Linked DNA regions of Gossypium hirsutum: all the other regions are linked to region 3. Evidence: chromatin contacts called from public Hi-C data. All regions are on one chromosome and are shown on one strand. The core of a region is the stretch at or near the end of the contact, and the rest is flanking DNA. Distances in the headings are between cores, read along the strand shown.

Region 1 (3,135 bases), core at 316-2,815, 160 kb before region 3:
ACAGTGGTATTATAGTAAACTTTGACCACCCACCATAATACTTTTGCAATCACTCGTATCAGGAACTTAACATAATACTGGTATGGAGACCCCAATAATTTTATCCATACCACTACCTTTTACCTATAACCCTCCTTAGTAGAGACAAGGTATCTCTAAATTCCTTAAATTTCCCTTAGAACTGAATATCGTTATTTGTGATGATCAGTTGTGGGATCCCATATTAGTAGATAACAGTCTTCCATATGAAGTTCTCCATTTATTTATATATGATGGTGGCCAAAGCTTTCGCTTTCATCTATTTGGTGAAGTACTCAATTGTCGCAATGATGATTTTTTTTTTTTCACCATGGTTGGTAGGAAGAGCCCAATAATATTCAATCCCCAAGTTGAGAAAGGTCAAGAACTAGAAATGCTTTGCAAGGGTTTGACTACCATTTGGGGAATAAGCGAGAGGACTTCTAACAAGGCTCACATTTCAGCATGAAGGATGACACATCTTTTTAATGGGTGTGCCAATAGTATACCTGTTGGAAGATCTTTCGAGCAATGGCTTTGGTACCCGGATGGTTCTCACCTATTCCTTCTCACAATTCTCACATCGCATACTCAGCTTTAGAAGGACCCAAACATCTCAAAACTAGTTGTAGATATCCTTTCTTATACAAGACCCCATCAATGAGTAAATAACGAGAGGCCAAGCAATGAAGCCTATTACGCTCTTTAGGATCGGAAGAAGTGTTATCACAAGATTAAGAAGATAACTAGGGGAGTCATCTAGGTATCTTCAGATTCAATACTAAAAACCTGGCCCATCGTCTCAACTAGGGCGTTCATTGTGCTTAAGTAACATTTTGTCCACTGCACAATCTCAACAATGGAAACTAATCTAGATAGGAAGTCAACTCGAGTATTCTCAGCATGGGATATCCTATCAACTTGAATCTCCAGATTCTTCTTCAGTAAGCTCATTACTAAGGAGTAATATTTGGATAAGGTGGGCTCTTTAACCTCGTACTCTCCATGGATCTGTTTGGTTACTCACTAGGAATTAATGTAAACATAAAGCTTCTTGACCCTTAATTTTTGAGCCAATTCTAACCTGACAATGAGTGCTCAATATTTCGTAGCGCCATTAAAAATGGAAAAGGCAAACAAGAAACCATACTACCATCCATTACCTTCAGGATTAGTCAGCAATATACCGACTCTGAAATCATTCTTCAATGAACTATCGACGTGCAAGATATAAGTTTTATTATTAGTGGGAGGGTGACCGCCTCCGAATGTACCAACGTACAGAGTAAAAATCTTACATAAAATATATGAAAGGTAATATCCACAAGTATAGGGGTCATGTTCTAGGGTTAGGTCACTTCACAATTCCCCCCAAAAATCTCTTTGTTTTCCCTCCTCCATGCTACAAAACTTACTCTGCACATCTAATTTTCCTGAACCATCAACGCTATCTCATAACAACAATTGTGAGGTTGGGTCATATGATACCCATTGGCCCATTGCGATTTTGTTTCCCAAATATGTGGGCCCATAACTTTTTCACTTTCCCTCCAAATTTCCATCACATTAAAGATAGGCCATAATTATCGGCCTCCCATCACTCACGTCATACCCTATTTACTCCTTCCTTTGCCGTCATTTTATTTTACCTAACCTCTTCAATTCTTTTACAGTTACCTTAAATTTTATTTCTCTCCATGTTTATTTGTGCTTTCTTCAAACACTGTAGATTTTTTTCCTTCCTTTTCTACACAAACTTTTACCTTAACTTTCCATAATGGCTAGACGATCTATCCTTCAATCATCTACTATGCCACCTCGCACTTTCTTTAACACTGCGGTAGAAAAGCGATACCAGAACAACATCTTCAAGCGACTTTTTTGTTTGGAAGAAGGCTTTCTTTTTAAATAGAGCCTTTCATGGGATACAATGCTTCCATTTCTTTTATCATTAAGCAACATGGATGGAAAATTTTTTGTTTGCATTCGAAGGATATGCTGACCAAGATTGTTTGTGAGTTCTATGCTCACCTTACTTCCTCAAATGTTGTTTTTATATATGTGCAAGGAGTTTTGGTCTTATTTGATGTGGACACGATAAATGCTCGGTATGGTCTTTCTGATATCCAATGCGAGCATACCGAGTTTGTTGTAACCATCATTGTTGATAGGTTAACTTAGGTTCTTTAAGACTTATGTGTGACAGGAACTAAATGGACGGTGTTAAGGAAAGATTATTACCCCGTGGAAAGGGCATCTTTGAAGCCCAAGTGCAGGGTGTGGTATCACTTCTTTAAGGCGCACCTACTCATTTCGACCCATAACTCAACAGTTTCTAAGGAGCGGATGTTGCTGCTCCATTCTATCATACAGAGTAGGAAAATTAATATGGGTAAGATTATATTCAACAAAGTACACTAATGTGCACAAAAGAATATCAGGAATGTGAACTTTCCTTATTTAATCACCGCGCTTTGCCAGCGTGTTAATGTCTCAGTCCAAGCTAATGATGATGTCGTCCCAAATAAAGGGGCCATTATAAGGTTGATTATTGCAAAGATTTTTGGGGAGGATTTGCCACGAAAATAACCTCTTAGTTCAGCCTCAACATCCTTTACGCTAATATTTGCCACTGCAACCACATCCACTTCTAACAGTTTCTTTGAGCAATAAGTGCTCAGTTCATTGGCGAAGTTACAAAAGCAAACTAATCTTTTCAAGACTCAGCAACTTCAGCTTACTGCGGATTTGGCAAAAGTATGGGACAAGTTGGCTCTGTACTAGGCCTATGTGGAGAGGAGGGAAACTACTCTGAAAAGGTCCCTTCAAAAGAATTTCACTAAGTCAATGCCTGCTTTTCCCGACTTCCTTAAGGAATTGCAGAAAATTGTAGTAGAAGGGGTTGGTAAAGTCCAGCCAATTGAAACAAACCCTGTTCCCAAGACGTTGCTACTGCAGAGAAAGAAAACAAAGAACCAGAGGCAGAAACAGAGAAAATGAAATTAGTCAGTATTGTGACTAATTGTAAGGAAGAAGAAAATTATTGATGAAATCATCAAATCTGATGATGAACAAGAAGATGTGTCACTCCAATCATTGAAAAGGAAAATGTGTTAC
Region 2 (3,095 bases), core at 560-3,059, 140 kb before region 3:
TGAGTTATTTGAGTTAATCAAGTTATTCGGATCAACTCGAATAAAAAATTAAGTTTTTTTGTTTAACTCGAATATGAATTATACAATTCGAGTTATTCGAAAATTCGAATAAGAAAATAAAAAACTACATCGTTTGATAAATGTTTACTTTTTTAAAAGTTAAAATTTAAAATAATTAAGTTAAAAAGGCAAAACTATGTCGTTTTGATAAATATTTACCCATTAAGTTAAAAGGTAAAATCATTATATTATTTATGCAATTAAATAATCTTGTACTTCGTCTACTATTTAAATAATCAGTCCATCTAAATACAACATTAAGGCTCCATTTGCTTCACTGAAAATGACTTCTAGAAAATGATTTCTGGAAAATGATTTATTTTTCTGGAAAAATTAATATTTTCTGGTGTTTGGATGAATCTGTGTAAAATATTTTTTATTGTTTGGTAGATTTCTTAAAAATATTTCGTTGTTTTCAATCAAACAAACATACATTTGAGATTTTTTTTCATTGTTTAATTGAATTTATTTTTATCTATAATTTTATATTTTACATTATTTTTGCATATATTAAAAATATTATGTTAAATTTAGATTCATTACAACGTCATTTTTTAATTACATGACTACTAAGTGAGTATTTGAATTTAAAGATGTGACATCAACAAAATTGATAAAAAAATTTAACGATGTTAACAATTGGACTTGATTTTCAAATTTAAAAAGTAAATGGACTAAATTCTTGAAAATAAAAGTACATAGACTAAATTACAAATCTGAGAAGTGTACATAGGCTTATGACATATTTTAACCTTTATAATATAAAACATTTATTATTAATATATTTATAATTATAATAAATATTTATTATTAAAATATTAATATTAAATATTTTCAATAATATGTGAATAATATTATCTAAAATTATTATTTTTAAAATTTATTATCAAAATAAGATTGAAATATTAAATAATTTTTAAAATAATAAATTATATTTATTATATTAATAATTTATTATATGACTAAATATAAATAATTAAATATGTATGTTTAATAATATTAAAAAATATAATATTTTAAATATTTTTAAAAATAAAAAATAAAATTTATTATCAATATAATAATATTAAACTTGATTTAAATTAATTTTTATATAAAAATAAAATTATTTATAGATTAATTTTTATATAAAAATAAAATTATTTATAGATAAGCTCTTTTCTGAAAAATAACTTACGCTTTTTAAAAGTGTAAGTCATTTTTCAAAAAACATTTTTTATAAAACCTTTTACATGTAAACAAAAGGACCCTAAGTATAAACAATATAATTCGTTAACTCGACTCGATTTAACTTAAGATTTTTTGACTCGATTCGATTCGAAACAAATTAAATTAAACTTGATTGTTAAAATAGAATTTATCAACTCGACTAACTTAAAAAAATTTTACTTGACTCAATCAAATATTCACGACTAATTTCTTCTAACTATCGGGGTCTCCATGGTGAGACTTAGGGTGAGTTTGAATAGGCGATTAGGTGCGGTGCGGTGCATTTAGCTTACTTTTTATCTCACGCTACAGTATCGCTACAGTATCTAATTTCACCGCCATCGCTATTTTTACACTAACTACAGATAAACGCATCGCCTATCCAAACTCACCCTTACAATTTTGTAAAAATATTAAAAAAAAAGAAAGAAGATATTTAATAAAATAATGTTTTAATTTTACATACTCCAAAGTAAGAGAGAGCAGCAGCTTGTCGGATGCTAATAAATAGCCATAAGATATCCATCATCCATAAAGAAAGACGGCTATCTGCCACTGTTATGACGCGGTTTCTCCTATGAATGCCATGTGCAACTCGCCTTTCCCAAGACCCAACCGACACGTCTTTGTATAGTTTTATTTCTTCTATCCTAGGCTTGTCCCACCTTAAATGCACTCATCCGCCTAACCCAAAACCAATTGCAAGCTAACTAATCAACCACCGAACCTAGAAGGCCAGACCTGAGCAAAGCTAAGATCATGTATTCTTCTCCTCCAGAACATCCGTCCTCTCTTTACCCACAGGTCGATCTTTCAAACCCAGACGCCACTTCTTCTTCTCCTTCTTCCTCGTCTTCTTTGTACCCTTCTTTGGACATGAAAGATTTAGCCGAAAACCTCTTCCCTGACGACGCCACCGCCTTGCACACCCACCAAGATTCTGCTGAACAACTCCTCCTCAAGGTTCCTGGTGCCATTGTTCACCTTATTGAGCGAGAAACAAGCGTTGAGCTTGCTTGTGGTGACCTCTGTATTGTTAGTCTCCTTCAAGGCGACAACGTTGTTGCTGTTTTTGCTCGCCTTGGTGACGATATTCAATGGCCTTTGGCTAAAGATGAGCCTGTTGTGAAACTTGATGCTTCCCACTATTTCTTTACTCTTAGAGTGCCATCGAATGGGTCGTTTGAAGACGGAAAAGATTCTAATCAAACCGAGGATGTTTTGAACTATGGTCTGACAATAGCTGCAAAAGGGCAAGAGGGTTTGTTGAAGGAACTTGATAGAATCTTGGAAACTTACAGTTGCTTTTCGGTGCAACAAGTGAAAGGGATAGAGAACTGGAATCTTGTGGATGCGAGAAATGTGGCGCCCGAAGAGTTGAATAGAAAGGAAAAAAGGGACTTAATCGTGGGAAGTGCAATGGCGTATTGGACGACTCTGGCGCCCAATGTTGAAGACTATAACGGGTCTATAGCAAAGGCAATAGCATCGGGGTCAGGGTACGTTGTGAAGGGGATTTTGTGGTGCGGCGATGTCACTGTTGATAGGTTGAAATGGGGCAATGATTTCTTGAGTAAGAGGATAAAGTCAGGTTCAACCTCTGAGATCTCTCCAGAGGCCTTGAGAAGGATGAAAAGGTTTGTTTCTTGATCATAACATAAGTCCCTTTTTATGATGAATTTGGAGCTGCTTAACATTTGAGACTGTACTTGGAAAGCTTAAGTGCTTGTGAAACAGAGGCTATTATTATTAAGCATTATGGTAGCTTTATGTTAAACTTCTGTTGCCTTCAGTACAATTCCATAGGACAAATTTCAGCATATTCC
Region 3 (3,192 bases), core at 337-2,836:
AAAAAACAAAATTAGCATATATGCACAATTTAGCATTGATAAACCTGCGTATACCCTACCCTACATGCATTAATTGTTTGGTGCCTCACTTGTTTCAATCAGACGGCGCTTATCATCATCACAATCAGTTAGGTTGTTGGCTCTTTTAGCAATTCTTTTTAAATACATAGATTAAAGGCCTAAGAACGGATCTACCAAAATCAACAACTGAAGTGAAACACTGTCATCCTTAATTCATTCACGCACTCATCATTAAAAGCTCAAATTTAACAAATGTCAAGTATGAAACTTCAGCATCTATATTTATTCTTATTTATCAGATTAAAGTTTCATTTTTGTAGTTATAAAGATTGGGATTTTATAATTACATGATTGGTTACTTGCGATCCTAAATGTGGGTTAAGGTTGCAATAATTGGAGTGGGCTGACAAGCAAGCCAGCGCAGCAGCACCTGGATGTCATGTGCTTGGGTGGAGGAAAAAAAAGAGAGCTGTCCTAAATAGATAGATGGAGAAGCTGAAGATGACATTACCTACCTACCAACCTACCTCTTAAATCTTTTGGCTGCATGTGGGACTGCTTTAACCTTAGCGGAAGGTCAGTTTCAGACATCCAAATCCCCCTCCTCTCTCCTCGACACAAACTCACCTTACCTGACCTCAAATATTCTTATCATTTATTTCTGGTATGCATTATCCATGGGGCACTTGATTCGGATCCTTGTTTTAAAAGTTTTTGTTCCTACGGGCGTCAAAATAAAGTGTCTGTAACATACATGTCATGGGACTGTAGATCCATGTGCTTATTATTTTCTTCCAACTCTTGAATTTTCATCGTCTACGGATATTACCAATATGTTTCGATCTGTAAGAGGGGATATCATGTTAGAGAAAGCTAGTGAGACGATCAGACCAAGGTCGACTATTTGATTAGAGAATAATGCATGTTTTGTTCTAGAGAGACCAAGTAACCTTAGCTTAGGTACCTCATAAAAGTAGCTGCGAATAACTGGATCACCACGGCAGCAGCCCCAGAGACCTGTGCCACTATTACAATTAGAATAGGTAGGGCCAACAAGTTCAAAACGTTCCTTACGTTATTCTGCATAATCACTAAAGAAACCATTGCATCCTCATCCTGTCTACCATGCATCAGACAAAAGATTGGCCAAACTTGTAAGAAAAATCACACGAAAAAAGATGAAGTTCAAAGGAAATAGAATGATAATAAATCAATGATAGCTTAATTGAAGATAACATCATGAGAGAAAAATAGATGACGCCAACCAACAACTTCAATCAATTTAACCATGTACCAATCTAGGAGTTAGGTATTTACTAGTCTAGGAATCATAGCAGAATAGATTTATTTGCACAATGCTTCGGTCCAAGATTGATTAAATCAGCTAAAGATTGGTTGGCATTAGACAATGTTTTCAGCCGAATAGATTATGATCATACATAAGCACCATATAGACTCAACAAAGTACTGATTTAGAAGCAGCATAGGCTGGTGTCACGGTCACCCAAAGGTGTGGAGCAAGCCACCCTAAGTACAGGTGGAGGCCCTAAGGTGCGAATGGTGGCCAACAAGGGCCTAGGGAGGCCCCCTTAGCTGCAACAGGCCCAAAAAAGTGCACATGTGAGAAGAATGGGTCTGGGGTACCAAAAATCCGGAAGCCCAAGGAAGAGATCCAAACCTTGTGGAATAAAGTAGAACCTTTTGAAAGAGTTGTATAAAATATTCTAAAAATAAGTTCTTGATTATCTATTGTATTTGATCGTGACCGTTGGATCAAAGGGGTTTGGCATATATAAAGGAAGGCACCCCTCCATTTATAACATAAGTTAACTTATTGAGTAATAACAATTCCAGATTATCCCAACTCCCTTTTGTTCTCATTTGATGTGGGTGTGCTTCTCTAGGCCTAGAGCTTTGTTAAGGGACTCTCCGAAGCAAGGATCGAAGGTTGACTTAGGCATTGTTGGTGAAAGACTAGTGCCTAAGGTTGCATATTGGCAGAGTTAGAGTCTCGACCTATGACAAATGATATCAGAGTTAGCAGTTAGCTCTTGTGGTGAGTGAGAGATGACTACAAATCAGATAAGAGGAGCAAGCAAGGGGAAAGGGTGGTGGAGACTCGAGTGACAATGAAGAGCAAGAAAGGAGGCTCATGAGGGAGCTCAAAGGACTTTGTGGCGATCATGGAGACCTGAATGATCGATGTTGAGTCCGTAGTGAGTGATGTCCCAACTTGACTGGAGGACATTAAGGATTCCCTTGATGAGTTAAAGTCCGACATAGCGAAGTCCTAGGAGGAGATGAAGGTGTAGTTAAGAGAGGAGCTGCAAGGGGCTATGAAGGAGGCCTTAGGAGACCTTACCGGAAGGAATGAGGCCCTTGTAGTGTAACCTGTTAAGAGAGGAGCTGGAGGTGCAACTAAGAGAGGAGCTGCAAGGGGATATGTGGCGCATCATTTTGCCAGACCAAGGACCAATCCGCACTACCATCAAGACATTTAAACACTGTAATCTATTTAAAAGTTGCAGAAGCGGATCGGAGGACCACATTCACATTAACCTATCTTTCGAAGCACTATAAGAGGGTAGAAAAACACCAACTATCCGAGCGGCGATATGATGAGTGAGCACTTGTTCAAGCGTTTCCCACGACCACTCACCTTCACAGGTAACCGGGTGCCGAACCAGAGTGCTGTCTTCTAAAGGAGCACCACAGTATAGAACTGCTTCAGCGGGCCAACATCGTCAAGCCACGAATCATTCCACAAGTTGAGCAAACGTCCATTACCTATCGACCACTTAATGCCCGTAATACCCCCCCCCCAAAAAAAAAAAATTGTGTGAAATTGATCACCAAACATACTAACAACTGCTCCTCGCGATCGACAATGGGCAAATTCCTTGGACATTATTCTTAGCCCGTAAAACCTGAACCAACAGAACATTAATATTAGTAACAATGCCAAAGCCTAGCTTAAGCGAAGATACCTTGGTCTAGTCACCCATATGCTGTATCCCCAAACCTCCAGTCTCAAGAGGCGCATAACATCTATACCAGCTCACCAACGCAGGCTTACACGAAAGAATTCCTGAGCCCAAATAAAATGCCGCACTAGTCTCTCAATTTCATTACAAACTGACGTAGGAATTTAAGCTGTATTCATGAAATAAT

Evidence for each region. A called contact is a pair of places that touch in the nucleus more often than the background predicts.
Region 1: a contact with region 3 is called in a Hi-C map of leaf, with 2.3 times the contacts expected there. The contact joins two enhancer-like sites. A contact is called at or near these places in 7 of 34 Hi-C or Micro-C datasets (callus, hypocotyl and leaf).
Region 2: a Hi-C map of leaf shows a contact between it and region 3, with 1.8 times the contacts expected there. The contact joins the promoter of LOC107932580 here to the enhancer-like site in region 3.

The regions. Positions count from the first base shown.
Region 1 is chrA12:6,868,346-6,871,480 of Gossypium_hirsutum_v2.1, reverse strand. No RefSeq gene overlaps it. Among protein-coding and RNA genes, the nearest start is that of LOC121210844, 5.1 kb to the right of the region's middle. Within about 2 kb of position 1,565, at least 4 of the 9 cell types and tissues checked have an H3K27ac peak or open chromatin away from gene starts, as enhancers often do. A contact at or near this core is called in leaf, where this site is marked.
Region 2 is chrA12:6,852,281-6,855,375 of Gossypium_hirsutum_v2.1, reverse strand. It overlaps LOC107932580 (protein EARLY-RESPONSIVE TO DEHYDRATION 7, chloroplastic), which reads left to right and starts at 1,809. Exons shown (of 5, transcript XR_005906064.1): 1 at 1,809-2,906.
Region 3 is chrA12:6,707,370-6,710,561 of Gossypium_hirsutum_v2.1, reverse strand. No RefSeq gene overlaps it. Among protein-coding and RNA genes, the nearest start is that of LOC107921438, 24 kb to the right of the region's middle. Within about 2 kb of position 1,586, at least 5 of the 9 cell types and tissues checked have an H3K27ac peak or open chromatin away from gene starts, as enhancers often do. A contact at or near this core is called in leaf, where this site is marked.